3 separate regions of the Mus musculus genome follow, and regions 1 and 2 are each linked to region 3. Evidence: chromatin contacts called from public HiChIP or PLAC-seq data. All regions are on one chromosome and are shown on one strand. The core of a region is the stretch at or near the end of the contact, and the rest is flanking DNA. Distances in the headings are between cores, read along the strand shown.

Region 1 (4,803 bases), core at 478-2,977, 830 kb before region 3:
ACGATTTTTCAAAATGTCACCATTTTGGCTGATACTAAAGTACACAGTGAAACCTCTAAAAACAGAATTTTAGAAGTTACTACCAGTAATTTAAGAAACAAAACAATAAAATTGGTTAGAATAAACTACAAAATGTAGTACTAATATAACATTAGCACCTGCTCATCAGCAAAGGCAACCTCTCCCAAATCTTCCTTTTAAGCATTTACTGTCCAGTGGAGTTACACTAGGACTTTTATTTATTACACTAGGACTTTTATTGCAATTCATTAGTTACAAGCCTGATTACCTGAATTCTATCTGCTGGGCCCACCTCACGAAACAAGAGAACCAACTACCCCAAGGTATCCACCAGATTTCTACATCCTTGCCTTGATATACACACATTCACATACACACACCCAAAATAAATACACAAATACAATTTAAAATTTAAATATAGGCAAAAACTAGGGTCACTGACTTTAGAAACGTTAAGTAATACCTTGCTTTCCAGTGTAATCTCCTTAACTGCTTCAGTAATTCCTGTAATACCTGTTTAGAATTCAGCAGAAAAAAAAATAACTAAAATTAAGCTGCAAACATTTCAGTTATGTGAATAAAACATTTATTTAACTGCTTATAACAACACTGAAACAGGCATATTTTGACAGATTCTTTACAAATGAACTTTTCCAAATAATCCAAAGGTACCTCCAAAAATATGCCTCAAAAACTCTAATTTAGCAACGTATCTATATCACCATGACTTGGTCCATTTTCTATTCTTCATTTGAATTTTTTCACAACACACACTACAATCAAGAGAGTATATGACTTCTGTTTACACTTTAATTAGAGCTGCATCAAAATTAGGTTTTGGTTTTGTTGACACACACTATTTGCTTCAAAAACATTGGCCATCTGAATGTAGTAAGACCATACCACACTCGTACAGACCTTTTACTTCACCAAGTATGTCTACATTTTATCCATATAATTCCATCTGTAAAAGAGAGTAACAGTTTCTCCCTATGAAGAATGAAGTTGACAGTCAGACTTTGGCTAACTATTTTAAGTGTATTACTCAGCGGTACATCCTCAGAAGTCCCTTGTCACAGAAAGGTACAGTGCAGATAAGCAGCAGCACTACACCAGAGTCCTGCATAACAATTCAATCCCAGGCACCTATCAGTTCTCAAAAGGACAGTTTAACCAGGATGGGAGACTCAGTACCTAATGTTACAACAGATTTAAAGTCCTAAATTCAAAATGCATTTAGCTCCCAATAAATGCAGCGTATTTTCTTACTCTAAAGTTGGCATGCCTTTAACAGTCCTAAACCAAAGGATTATGAGCTCACCTTCACAAATGGAAGATGGCACCCTCCAAAGACCAGCATTACAAGTCTTTATTTCATAGCAGTTTGGCTATCATCCTACAATAGATATGATCAATCAAGACGGTAAAACCCAAATCTATCCAATCAAACTAAAAATACAGAATTATTTACTGAACATAAAAAGAAACCTCATCAACCTGCCAAAATATAATAATGTAGTAGCATCCCATTACACCAACCCCCAGGCACTAGCTGGAGAAGCCTCTCTCTGCAGTGGGAAGCAGTCATGCAGAGATTCCTGATGGTCAAAGGGCTAAGACTAAGTGACTACTAGGTAGCTGCTCAGCCCTCAGTATGACTCTTTATCCCCAAGGCTTAGGGAACTTCAGGGAGGAAGTGGTAGAAAGAAAGGAGAAGCTGGTGGGTTGGGAAGGAATGCTGAGGGGTGCTGTATTCTGACATGGACAATGTACTCATGATCTCACAGCAACTCTCTGCTTATCTGCACAAGACCTACATAAGATTTAAGCCAATTAAGCTCACATCATGGATGGGGAAGGTACTCATGAGGTTCCACCCCAAGTGAGTACCACTGGTGTTGATGGCTGCTCAGGGAGGTAGATAAAGATTTGTGTTTGTTTTGCAGGCAGGCACCACTGGTGGATTGCCCAAGCTCTGGCGGTTGGTCCCACATCCATGTACATGTAGCCTACATTAATTCAACTCAGTGAAATCATTTAAAAAGAAAACAAAGGAGGGGCTGCTTAGAGGTTAAGTGCACTGATAGCTCTTCCAGAGGATGGAGGTTAGGTTCCCAGCACACGTGGTAAATAAGAACTGTTTCTAACTCCTGTTTTAGGAAATCCTATACTCTTTCTTCTGGCCTCCCCAGGCACTCCACTGTGTGCACACAATGCAAACATACATATTGATAAGACATCATACACATAAAAACAATAAGGACATGAGAACTTTTTAAAAAGGACATAAAGTGAGAGGGGTAACCAAGGATATGAACAGGGTATACTAGACATATATGTAAAATTGTCAAAAAGATAATTTTTAAAATATTCTTAATTTTAAAAGTATAGCACACCTGACAAAGCAAAAGAAAGCTCAAATGTTTATAAATAGTCACACTCCAGACTTGTGATGTTCTATTCTGTCAATCTGGTTAGTGTTGGGTTAGCTAGCTAGCTCGTCAAAAACTAGTCCAAAGGTTGCAGTGGAGGTACTTTTTAAGAGACTTTGAATAAATATTAAAACCAGTATTAAATAAAGCAAATCATCTTTCAAAAAGTAGGTAAATTGCATCCAATCAAGTAAAGGAGAGAAAAGAAAATGAAAGCCACTAAAGAACTGCCCACAGTATCAACCGCTCCTTGGTGCTCCAGCCTGTTGGGGCATGCTCTGCAAAGTTCAACTGTCATATAAACCAATTCCTTAAAATATATTATATCTACTTATATTACAGTGTAGCAGTGATCCTCAAAGAATGAGCACTGGAGAATTAAAATTTCCACAAGAGATCCTATCCTGGGAGAGAGTAGGATGTAAGTCCTGGCTATAGAGGAAGAGGGAGAGTATTCACTTAGGCCTGACAATTTATGTCCTAGCTAAATCTACATTACATTTCCTGAACTTTGTCTCATCTTTTCTGTAAAATCATAGCATCACTGAAGAGAAGGAAGAGATCTTTTCTATTTCAGGTCTAGTCACAACTGTAAATAAATCCATTTCTATGTCCTGTGGTTTTCCTCTAGCGTGACAGAAAGCTCCATTTCTCCTGTCATACCTATCCTTCCAGCACACCCCTATTGGTTCTGCACCTCTAAAGAACTGACCAATACAGAGGCTAATTAATAGGAAAAAACAACAATGAAACCTGGATGAGGTGAAGCAAGGCACTTATTGGGAGTTGGGAGTACTGCCTTATCCTGAGACACAGTTCAAAGTTTTAATTCTTTAAGTATCTCTAATAAAGATAAGAATTAATTACATGCATTTAATAAACTGAAAAGCAATACTACTGCTATTTCCCACAGAGGAAAAAATGGTGCTACTTGTTCTGTATCTTTAAGTAAACATTTTTTAGCAGTCAACATTTTGTAGACTTTTGCCAGTCAAGCATACTAACACCTACTTAGCTCTGTGCATTAGGACCCTATATGTAGGTTCAAAGTTTAGGATAGTGTTTCTAAAATAAAATACAACTAGAAAATACAATATCTTTCCAGCTTTTCAGAGAAACTACACTATAAATAATCATTTTAGTCAGTCACCAGGTAATTTACTACCAACATGCTACCTTTATCTTCCAACCTTGAGAAAACTAATGAAGAGTATTGAAAATTCTCTGAAGGACGGGGGCTGGAGGTGAGGGAAGCATGACAACATGGACAGACGAAGAATGACGGATGCTGAGCCTACCTCTTCTAGACTTTAGCACAAGAGATTCAGAGCAAATGCATGTGCCGTCAGTACTTTGTATAGATTTATTTTCTCTTCTATTTAGAAATAATGAAAATAAGTGACTATTTCCCACTGTAACTGAAGCAGCAGACGCTACCTTTTCTTTTTTGACTTTGGGGACAAAATTGTAACTTATGTATCCTTTTTTAAATTTTAAATCAAGCCTGTTATAAAAAGATTGTGAAAAACTTTAAAATAGTTTAAACTAAATACGTGCTATTCTGTACACGTCTCACCTGTGTTGTGATATGTATCTACCCATCCCCCATCACCATCATCTTCTTCAATGATAGCTTCCAATTCATCCGAATACTCCATCTGTTTACACCGCTTGTAGCATGGAACTGTTAAAACAAACAAACAAATTACTAATATATAACCCACTAATAATAAATCCATTAGAAAGAGAAGTCGTCTATCTTAAAAAGAAAAAAACTCAGTATTAAGTAAACCTTTCCCTCCCAATGAGACTGATATTTTCAGAGTTACACTCAGCCCACAGACACATCATTATCTAGCCCCATTAATCCTTCCCCAGTCTGCTGTATCAGAAGACAAGTAAAAAGGCTCTGGTGTGAGCATGTCTGTCTTCCTTTACCATGATCTGTGAGGAACAGCTGGCTGAAGCCAGATGATGGTGCTCAGTTCCAAGCTAATGAATAATATTTCACACTAACGGCTCTAGTCTCAGAATAGCAAACACCACCTGTCACACTGAAAGGTGGTAAAGGTGACCTCTGGAATGCAAGGCTAAAGTAACGGTTAAAGTGAATTTCATATTTAAGTTCCAATTATTTACCAAGGATAAACAGATTAAAATTCAATAACCTGCTAAATTTTACTTTAATAAAGGTGCCAAATGTTTATATAGATGTATTAATTAATGAGTACTATTATTTCATAAACCTATAATTATCGATAACATGTGGTATAAACATTATGCTCAAGACATCATCATTAATTTCCTGATTAAACAACCAGGATATAAATTATCAACCTTAAAAATATAT
Region 2 (4,231 bases), core at 1,036-3,535, 880 kb before region 3:
CAAAAGATTACTTTTTACATTCTTCTTTTGAAGGGAGGGGACAGCAGGGTGCTGAGAATAGTCTAAGCCCTCATTATGTTACGTAAGTGCTCTATCACTGAACCACCCTTCCAAAACTCACCAAATGCTCCTTTCTCGACCTATATTCTTTTAAAATATATTTTATTACATTTATTTAATGTGTATATGCACATGTGTGTGTGCATGTGCACTGGAGTGTGTGTGTGTGTGTTTGGGGGGATAACACATGAATAGGGATTAGAGAGAATATTAATAACTTTCAAGATTCCAGGTTAAGTTTTCTCCCTCTACCATGTGGGTCCTAGGGATTGAACACAATTTATCAGATTTGGCAGCAAGCACCTCTACCCACTGAGCCATCCTATCAACACCCAGTCTATGTTAGTAATTTAATATGAGCAACATTGTAATCCACCATAAAAACTGCTGAATAAGGCACCTGGCCTGTGCTTATCTAAATCTTTCCATTTCATTTTCTCTATATATTGATTTATTATGTTTGGGGATAAAAATTTCAAACAAAATATTAATTATTTGAAGCAAGTATTAGTGAGACATTAATAACAAAGCATGAAGTCAGAGCTAGACATAAGTAAAATGTTCTAGTCAAAACACAGTGACTACAGCTAATTATTTTAAAATTAAGATCTGGTAAATTTAAAATGATAAGTATGTAAGGTCATAGGCAAGTTAGCTCAATTGATTTAAACATTCTACAATGTATGCCTGCATTATAATCTTACTTCATAACTAAATATCTATAGCATTTGGCGATTTTTAAAACTAGATCTACTTAAGGTTTTAATGTTAAACCTAAGTTCTCATTTAATTGGATTTTATCAAAGGTACTGAAGGAAAAAACTATTGGCAAAGGTCACCATTAACATTTATCAAGCTTTAATTGCATCTACTTACCATAGCTAGGCACTATAGGTATAAGAAAAGGCCAACTGCTAGGTATAATTATATATTTTTTAATGAAGAAAGGAAAACTAAGAAAGGAGAAGAAACTTAACTGAGTTCATAATGTAAGTAGCAGAGGGAATAAATACTCCCACCTGATAACCAAGTTTCTGTGCGTAATAAATACCAGATTATAACATACTGGGTAGAAGAATATAATGCGAATTACAACCCCAATTGTGCTATAAAATTAAAAATATTTCCTTTGTTTCACAGAGTCCAGTCTGCAAGAGGTCCCTTAGAATTAAATAGAATTAATATTTGACTCCTCTTGTCTTTCAGAGGTGGGTAATAATAAACAAGGGCTTGAATGACTAAGAAGAAGTTCTACTCTGCTCTTGGCTAGGTGGTCTTGTGACATCAGATCATTGAATCCTAAACCTCACAGTTCCAGATTTCAAGATGACATTCCACAGGACCTCAGTGGTTCTATTTTTCAATCCAACACGAATGTGCCCAGTTGCTACACGTGTGATGGTGGAAGATAAATAACCCAAGGATCCCAAGCATTACAGACCTTGTCTTCATAAACTATGGAGAATTGTTTCCTATTTTCAGTTGGCGACCATTCACAAATCATCCTGTCCAGACAAACTAAAGCGACACTCATGATTTACTCTTCAGCCTCACATCGAGAAGCCTGCTTAGTACTCTCATAGTACACCCCACAGTATTCTCATAGTATACCCCACAGAAAGAAGGAGGCAGTCTATTTAGATTGAACATTATTTGAGTGTAACCATGGCCACAGCTATAACCACAAGTATCCAAAAGCTTTCCCACCCCAGTAAGCACTACAACATCCTGCTGACATCTGATACCAAGACATGAACGTAACAAGTCTTTTCTGTTAGCATGGCAGCCACAGAGAGTTTTGTAATAGTGACAAATCTGTACTGACACATTTATAACATCTGCTCAAATCTCTTCACTTACCATCAGGACCTGGTTTTAGGAAACTTAGCTCCAGCTATGGATCAGTTTTTGCTCTGTAGCCAGGTGAGTAGCATGTCCTAACTTCACTCACATCCTGGAGCGTTTTCAAGAAGCAAAAGGGACTCATCACTCTGAGCTATATATGCCCTGGACATGAACATCCCTCTCCACAGAGCAAGCTCAACTATCACTGACAGGAACCCCGAGGAAGAAAACCAGCTTTCTTAGTAGGTCCCTTACCATTCCTCTTAGTAGCTTTCTCACAAAGGATGCTCCAGAGGCCCAGATGGAGGATGAAGAATTCCCTAAATAACCGAGGAGTCCCAAGCATGGCAGGCACTGTCTTCATTCCCAGCACGTGTCAGGTAAGGGCAAACTTCCTCTTCCTCCCTAGAGATCTTCAGAGCTGGGTCACGTTATTCACACTAGCAGCATCTTAGGCCAAAATAAATTAATTAATTTAAATCAAATCAGGAGACCTGGTGGGAGAGGACAGTGTGAGTAGTCCGAAGGATTTGTGAGAGCAAGAGGCCCTGCTGTGGTTTTGTTTCTGATCCGACCTGCTGTTCTCTTTCAAGCCCTCTGATGTGCAAAGCAGCTGGCTCCTTGCTTCCGCTCTGCCACCATTCTTGCATAACCTTGAGGTTTTTCTCAAAGTGAACAATTAAACTTAAAAAAAAAAAGATCTAAATTGTTACAGTCTTTAGGTTTAGATTCTGATCAAATCAGGGTCAGGAAATTCATACAAAAAGTACCTATGGTAAGCATATATTTCCCCTTTTTATAGTTTGTGATTATGATACTTCATCAGTGTAATGTATCTTACAACCCTCCCCCCATGCTCCCATAAAGGCACAGTAAGATGAGAATGTTCCTTGTCATGAAACCAATGAAGACTTATCTGACGTTATGGAGAAAATGACTGACAGGGTGCATTTCATCAACAGAAGAGGGAAGGGCCTCCTTCTTCAGTCTGTAGATGCCTATCAACGGAATACATGCTTGCCGTTAGTACTAGCTACACGATCTTCCTAAATATTAAAGTTCTAAGCAAAATGAGCACTTGAGTGCCAATTAGAGGAAACTTTCATTTTCCGCATGCTTTATGTGGTTGTTGTCGAGATGAAGCAGTAAAGTAAGAAATGGAAAAAGTTCAAAATTGGATAGCTCAGGGTTGCTGAGGGGCTGTGGGCACGCAGCCCACGTTCAATCACTAGCTTATAACAACAGGAATTTGGTAATTCCAAATGGAGAGGTGGCACCTGTGCAGTTTAACTCATTGAATGAAATTGAGAAATCTTTCCCTCAGAGGCTAATGGTACCCTTCCAAGGCCAAACTCCATTTAGGGTACCTATTGCATATTTGTCCAGATAAGCCACAGTGGCTGGAATACCAACATGAGTGAACGCCGCTCCAGAATTTAAGGAACTCAGCCAATCCATGCTGATGCTCACGCACCCCTGGTACGCCAGATGATACAGGTAGTCTGCAGAGCTCCTAGAATCTGCACTGTTGACCAAGGAAGCACCCTGCTTATGGTTCATTTTATACAACTCATCCCCCTTCCTTGCTCAGAATGGGGTGCAAAACTCCTGTTGGCAGTAGAAACAAGGCTCAATGTACCTCTAAAATAGCCTAAGAGGTTTCGAAGAAAAGCCTTGAATCACCACCCATCCTAAAGCTCGAGATATCATCCAAACCACAAATAAACTCTGTCAACTCCAGACCATCATAGTTCTCTAGTGGTTCTTGTTCTCTCTCCTCCTCCCCCTCCCCCTCCTCTTCCTCCTCCTCTTCTTCCTTCTTTCGGTGTGTGTGGGTGTATGTAAATGTTTATGTAGGTGTATGAACATGCTGTGTGCTTTCTGCTGGATATATGCAGGGGTCAGACATCTTTCTCAATGATTCTGCCCCTTACTTTTATTTTTTTTTTTTTAGGACAGAGTCTCTCACTGAACCAGGAGCTCATCCATTTCGCTAGAGTAACTGGCAATGAGCTCCAGGAGTCGCCTGTCATTCACCCCAATGTACGACCATAACTGGCCTTTTATGTGGCTGCAGCGGATCTGAACACAGGTCCTCAGGCTTGCACGGAAGGAGCTTTACTGACAGAGCCATCTACCCAGCCTCATGATTTTCTTTTCATACAAAGGAATTCATACGAAGTAGATAACATTTGGAGCAATCTTATAAAACTTCTCACGAATTTGAAATGATGTCCATTCTGATATTTTATCAGTGTGTGTGGCTATTTATCCCTGCACAGTTGCAAATGCCATTGGCCAAGACTTTGACTCAGAATCTCATTCC
Region 3 (4,733 bases), core at 75-2,574:
GAAGTAGCCTGTGCCCTCTCAGAGGTACGTTTCTCAAAAGATCATAACTAAACAACTTCTTACAAAAGGCAAGCCTGAAAGTTAATTCTTTGTGTCAAGGAAGTTCCTAATCTTCAATACACATGAAGAAAAGCTGCCTCCTCTCCTTAATTCCCTCCACAAAGTCGGGCTGAAAATAAAGAGTAAATAAAAGAAAATCAGAATGCTGGGCAGTGGTGGCCCAAGCCTTAAATCTCAGCACTTGGGAGGCTGGGGCAAGCAGATTTCTGAGTTCGAGGACAACCTGGTCGACAGAGTGAACTCCAGGACAGCCAGGGCTACACAGGGAAACCCTGTCTTGAAAAAAACAAAAAAAGAAAGGGGGATGGGGGGAGAAAATCAGAAAGAAAATGTTCTCTGCAAGTGGGTGTGTGTGTGTGTGTGTGTGTGTGTGTGTGTGTGTGTGTGTGGAACATTTACAGAATTTGTTTCAGTCTGAACAATAACAGTCTAAAAGCTAACTGAGGGCCCCTGCAATTTGAGGGCTATACAAAAGACCACTGGAAGCCCTTGCCTGCTCTTAAGGAGGGATGGTGGAATTCTACCAGATTTACCTTAACTAGTATGAAAACAAACTGGGGGACAACCAGAACACTGTCCCTGCCATCAATCTTACCCGGATACAGGGATACAGGGATCTCAACGTTTTACTCCCTCGTAAGATTTTAATGGAGCCCACTGTAGAGAAAAATCCAACTTCAAGAGCTGCTCTTCGTGCGGCCCCAGTTTTCCCTCCCACCCATACTGAGACCCAGCTGTGACCTTCACAAGCAGTGCCATGCACTGTCTGGAACAATTTCCTATTTTTGACTCCCAAGCTCAAGCCTGTCCCAAACTTTCAAACGGCCCCTTCCTTAGAAACCCTCACCTAAACGCTCAACTTAAAGGACGCGCCCTGTCCCAACACCCGATACTCTGCCACTCCCTAGCGGGACAGTAAACAACTGCATCACCCGCCGGCCTCGGGATTTCTCCCGCCAGCAGGGTGCGGGAACGCGGCGCGCGTGCGCGGGGCCCGCTGTCCCGCGGGGGATCCAGGCGCTCCCCGGAACCGCACTCTCAGGCTCTGCGAGGCGAGCGGCCGGCCCTGGGGTGCGCACGCCCACCCGGGCGCCGAGACCCAGGCGGAGACGCCGGCCGCTTCTCCTCGCCCTATGCCCCCGCTTCACCCCAACCTGCCTTGCCGCTGGCCGACTGTGCCTCCGCCCCGACTAAAAGTTCAGCCTCCAGAACCACAGAGCCCGCCACGGGGGAACGCGGAAAGTGGCTTCCGGGCCGTTGCCTGGGTTACCAGAGCTCCGCCCCCACGCCTTTGCGTACATCCGGCGAGCTCCTCCGAGGCGACCCAGAGGCGGTACTGGCGTGGGGCTCTGCAGTTCTCACCCAAAGGGCCAAATGGCGCGCCTGTCATAAGCCTCTAGAAGTCTCCAAAAGAAACTTGCACACCAACCTCCACATACCGCACTTCCTTGCCTTAACTTTTGATCGTTTGCTTAGAAATATGTCTTGCTACCTCCCAGTGGAGCCAAACGCGCTAGGTTCACCGGGAACTAAAACTGACCCTGCTCTCAGCAAGTTTACAACCCCATAGCAGCAAGCTATTGACGACCGAAATGTATAAGGTGAAAACTGTATACATGCTAAGAAGGAACTGTACAAACTAGATAGTGACCTTATGGGAATATTTCAATATCGCAGGAAAGCTGAAATGAAAGGAGGAGTAGATTATTTAAAAAGAAAGAGCATTTCTACAGAGGGAATTGCCTGTGCAAGGATGTACGTCAAACTGCAATGGAGGAATAGAAGTTGAGAAAACTTGGTGATTGTGCTTGGGTGGAGGCAGGATGTGCATAACTTCATAAATCATGTTAAGGACTTTACAATGAATGTCTTACCCTTGATAAGTTCCTTGGAAACCCCTGACCTTCAATTGTTAAGGGGAAAGCTACACACGGATCAACAGGTGTATATTCAGTGTCATCCAGGTGCAATGAACTGCCTTCTGAGACTTTCCACTCTGATCCAATGTGGACGTGTTGTCTATGTAATCGTCATCACCCCTTCCTCTCCAACTTGCTGTAGTCACTTGCCAAGTAACCAGCACTGGCTCTCCTAAGTGCTTGTCCATGCTGACTCATGCCCCCCAACTTTAGGTAAGCCCCTACCTAAAGTTGATGGAGCATCCTGTTAGGTCTCTGCTCCGTTAATTCTCTCACTCCCCTAGATAACAGTAGTATACTTTCTTATTTATCTCCTCTAACCTCATGCCAGTCTATGGACTTGCTTCTCATTTCGTTTTTAACACTGAATTAATTTCAGAAAACTTAAATCCGCTTCCATCACTGTTTCTGCCTTCTATCAACATATTTACCCACAGAGTTCATCTTTTCCTTCAACTTCCAAAACCCAATGAAACATGTGTGCGCATGCACACACACAAGAAAACTACAAAGTACATAATAATCAAATCAATCAAAACTAGTGATAAAGAAAAAAAATCTAAAAACATATGTGCACAAGAACATAAAAAGGGTATATAACAATTTCTCTTTAGAAACAAACTAGACAGTAGGACAATAATATATGTTGTTCCACTTGCTTCCTTGTTTTATTCTTTTCCATATATATATATATATATATATATATATATATATATATATATATCTTGTTTATTTTATGTATTTCATACCTATTAAAATGCATTTTCTTTAGAAAAATAATTAGCAAACTGATTCTGAAATTCTTGTGAAAGACCTACAATAGCCAAAATCAAAAGAACAAAATTTGATTTCTAAACATGACTGATTTTAAAACTTATTATGAAGATTATAGCAATCATAATGTCATGATATGGATCGACAGTTATACTGTCTGGGTTTGTGTGTCAACTTGACTCAAGCTGGAGTTATCACAGAGAAAGGAGCCTCCTTTGAGGAAATGTCTCCATGAGATCCAGCTGTAAGGCATTTTCTCAGTTAGTGATCAAGGGTGGGAGGGCCCGTTGTGGGTGGTGCCATCCCTGGGCTGGTAGTCTTGGGTTCTATAAGAAAGCAAGGTGAGCTAGCCAGGGGAGGCAAGCCAGTAGCATCTCTCCATGGCCTCTGCATCAGCTCCTGCTTCCTGATCCAGTCCTAACTTCCTTTGATGATGAACAGCAATGTGGAAGTGTGAGCTTAATAAACCCTTTCCTCCCCAACTTGCTTCTTGGCCATGATGCAGGAATACAAACCCTGACTAAGAAAACAGTCATTCAAATATATCAATGAAGTAAAGCAAAACTCAAAGTAAACTCATACAAGTGTAGAAAACTAATGTTTCATAAAGGTAGTTTAGTGGAGAAATGGTAGCTTTAAAAAATGAATCTTAGCTGGGCGTGGTGGCACACGCCTTTAATCCCAGCACTCGGGAGGCAGAGGCAGGCAGATTTCTGAGTTCGAGGCCGGCCTAGTCTACAAAGTGAGTTCCAGGACAGCCAGGGCTATACAGAGAAACCCTGTCTCGAAAAACCAAAAAAAAAAAAAAAAAAAAAAAAAAAAAGAATCTTGCTGGAATAGTTATATTTCCATATGCAAAATAATGGATCTAAACAGTATACTGATCACATTCAATAAATTAATCAAAAAAGGAATACAGGACTGGGGATATAGCTCAGCTTGAAAAGTACCTCCTGCCTAAAATGGAAAACCCGGGTTCCATCCCCAGGCCAGGCATGGTGGTGTACATTTGTAATCTGTGGTGGTTAATTTTAAATGCCAACCTGAGAAGAGAGCCTCAGTTTAGAAATCACCTATATCAGATTAGCCTCTTGACAGTCTGTGGGGAATTACCTTGATTTTTGATTGAAGTAGAAGAGCCCAGCCCACTCTGGGTGGCAGTTCATCCCTGTATTTTTTTTTTTTTTTTTTTTTTTAAGGATAGATGAGGATAAGCCAGCTAGCCTGCAGTATTCTCTGTTTCTGCTGTGCCCTTTGGCTGGACAAGTGAGTTCCAAGGTCTGAGGTTCTACTGTGTGGAATAGCAAATATGTCAGCCTTCAAGTTCTTGCCCTGAATTCCTGCCTTGAGTTCTCCAATGATGAACTGTAATCTGGAATTTTAAGCCAAGTAAACCTTTCCCTCCTCTGTGTTACTTTTGACCAGGGTGTTTTTACAGAAGTAAAGGCAAAAGAAACTGGACCATAAGCCTGGTGCTGGGAGGCAAAGACCCATGGACCCTGGAGTTCATCGGCTAGCCAGTCTAGTTGGATTGAGTCCAGTGTCAAAATATAACATTGAAATTTGTGAATTAATTTGCTTGACATTGACCTCTAGCTTCCACGTGTGCAAATGGACAAAAGCAGAAAATATTGAAGAACCTATGTGGGTTGGGCAAACATAATCCATAAATATAAGATAAACTGGAATTCATTAAAATTGAATTTTTTCTCACACTTCCTGTTAACAAGTCAAAAAGCCCATAGACTAATACAAGTATTTCAATTAAGGACTTATATTTTCATATATATAAAGATATCTCAAGGTGTCTGGAGCCCACTGTGTGATACAGTCATCCCAATTCTGGATCTTTATCAAAGAGGAAGGAAAATATGGTCCTACAAAGACTTATACATGCAAGCCTGCAGCAGCTTTGTTTGTAATAGCCAAAAGCTGTTATCTCAGATAAACACTCATCAACAGATAAATGGGAAAACACAT

The links. HiChIP or PLAC-seq counts read pairs in DNA pulled down with a chosen protein or histone mark.
Region 1: an H3K4me3 HiChIP or PLAC-seq map of bone marrow-derived macrophages shows a contact between it and region 3, with 4 times the contacts expected there. The contact joins the enhancer-like site here to the promoter of Spice1 in region 3. A contact is called at or near these places in 2 of 39 promoter capture datasets (liver and pre-B cells), 1 of 484 Hi-C or Micro-C datasets (erythroblasts), 1 of 115 datasets of contacts at active chromatin or transcription factors (bone marrow-derived macrophages) and 1 of 9 other capture datasets (adipose tissue).
Region 2: an H3K27ac HiChIP or PLAC-seq map of regulatory T cell precursor shows a contact between it and region 3, with 5 times the contacts expected there. The contact joins the promoter of Btla here to the promoter of Spice1 in region 3. A contact is called at or near these places in 1 of 484 Hi-C or Micro-C datasets (CD4 T cells), 1 of 115 datasets of contacts at active chromatin or transcription factors (regulatory T cell precursor) and 1 of 9 other capture datasets (liver).

Annotation. Positions count from the first base shown.
Region 1 is chr16:45,170,980-45,175,782 of GRCm38.p6, reverse strand. Atg3 (autophagy related 3) reads right to left here. Exons shown (of 12, transcript NM_026402.3): 5 at 4,030-4,137; 6 at 485-534. Among named protein-coding and RNA genes, the nearest start is that of Atg3, 15 kb to the right of the region's middle. Within about 2 kb of position 1,727, at least 11 of the 459 cell types and tissues checked have an H3K27ac peak or open chromatin away from gene starts, as enhancers often do. A contact at or near this core is called in bone marrow-derived macrophages, where this site is marked.
Region 2 is chr16:45,222,391-45,226,621 of GRCm38.p6, reverse strand. It overlaps Btla (B and T lymphocyte associated), which reads right to left and starts at 2,285. Exons shown (of 6, transcript NM_001037719.2): 1 at 2,161-2,285. The coding sequence starts at 2,269.
Region 3 is chr16:44,343,992-44,348,724 of GRCm38.p6, reverse strand. It overlaps Spice1 (spindle and centriole associated protein 1), which reads right to left and starts at 1,324. Exons shown (of 18, transcript NM_144550.4): 1 at 1,219-1,324.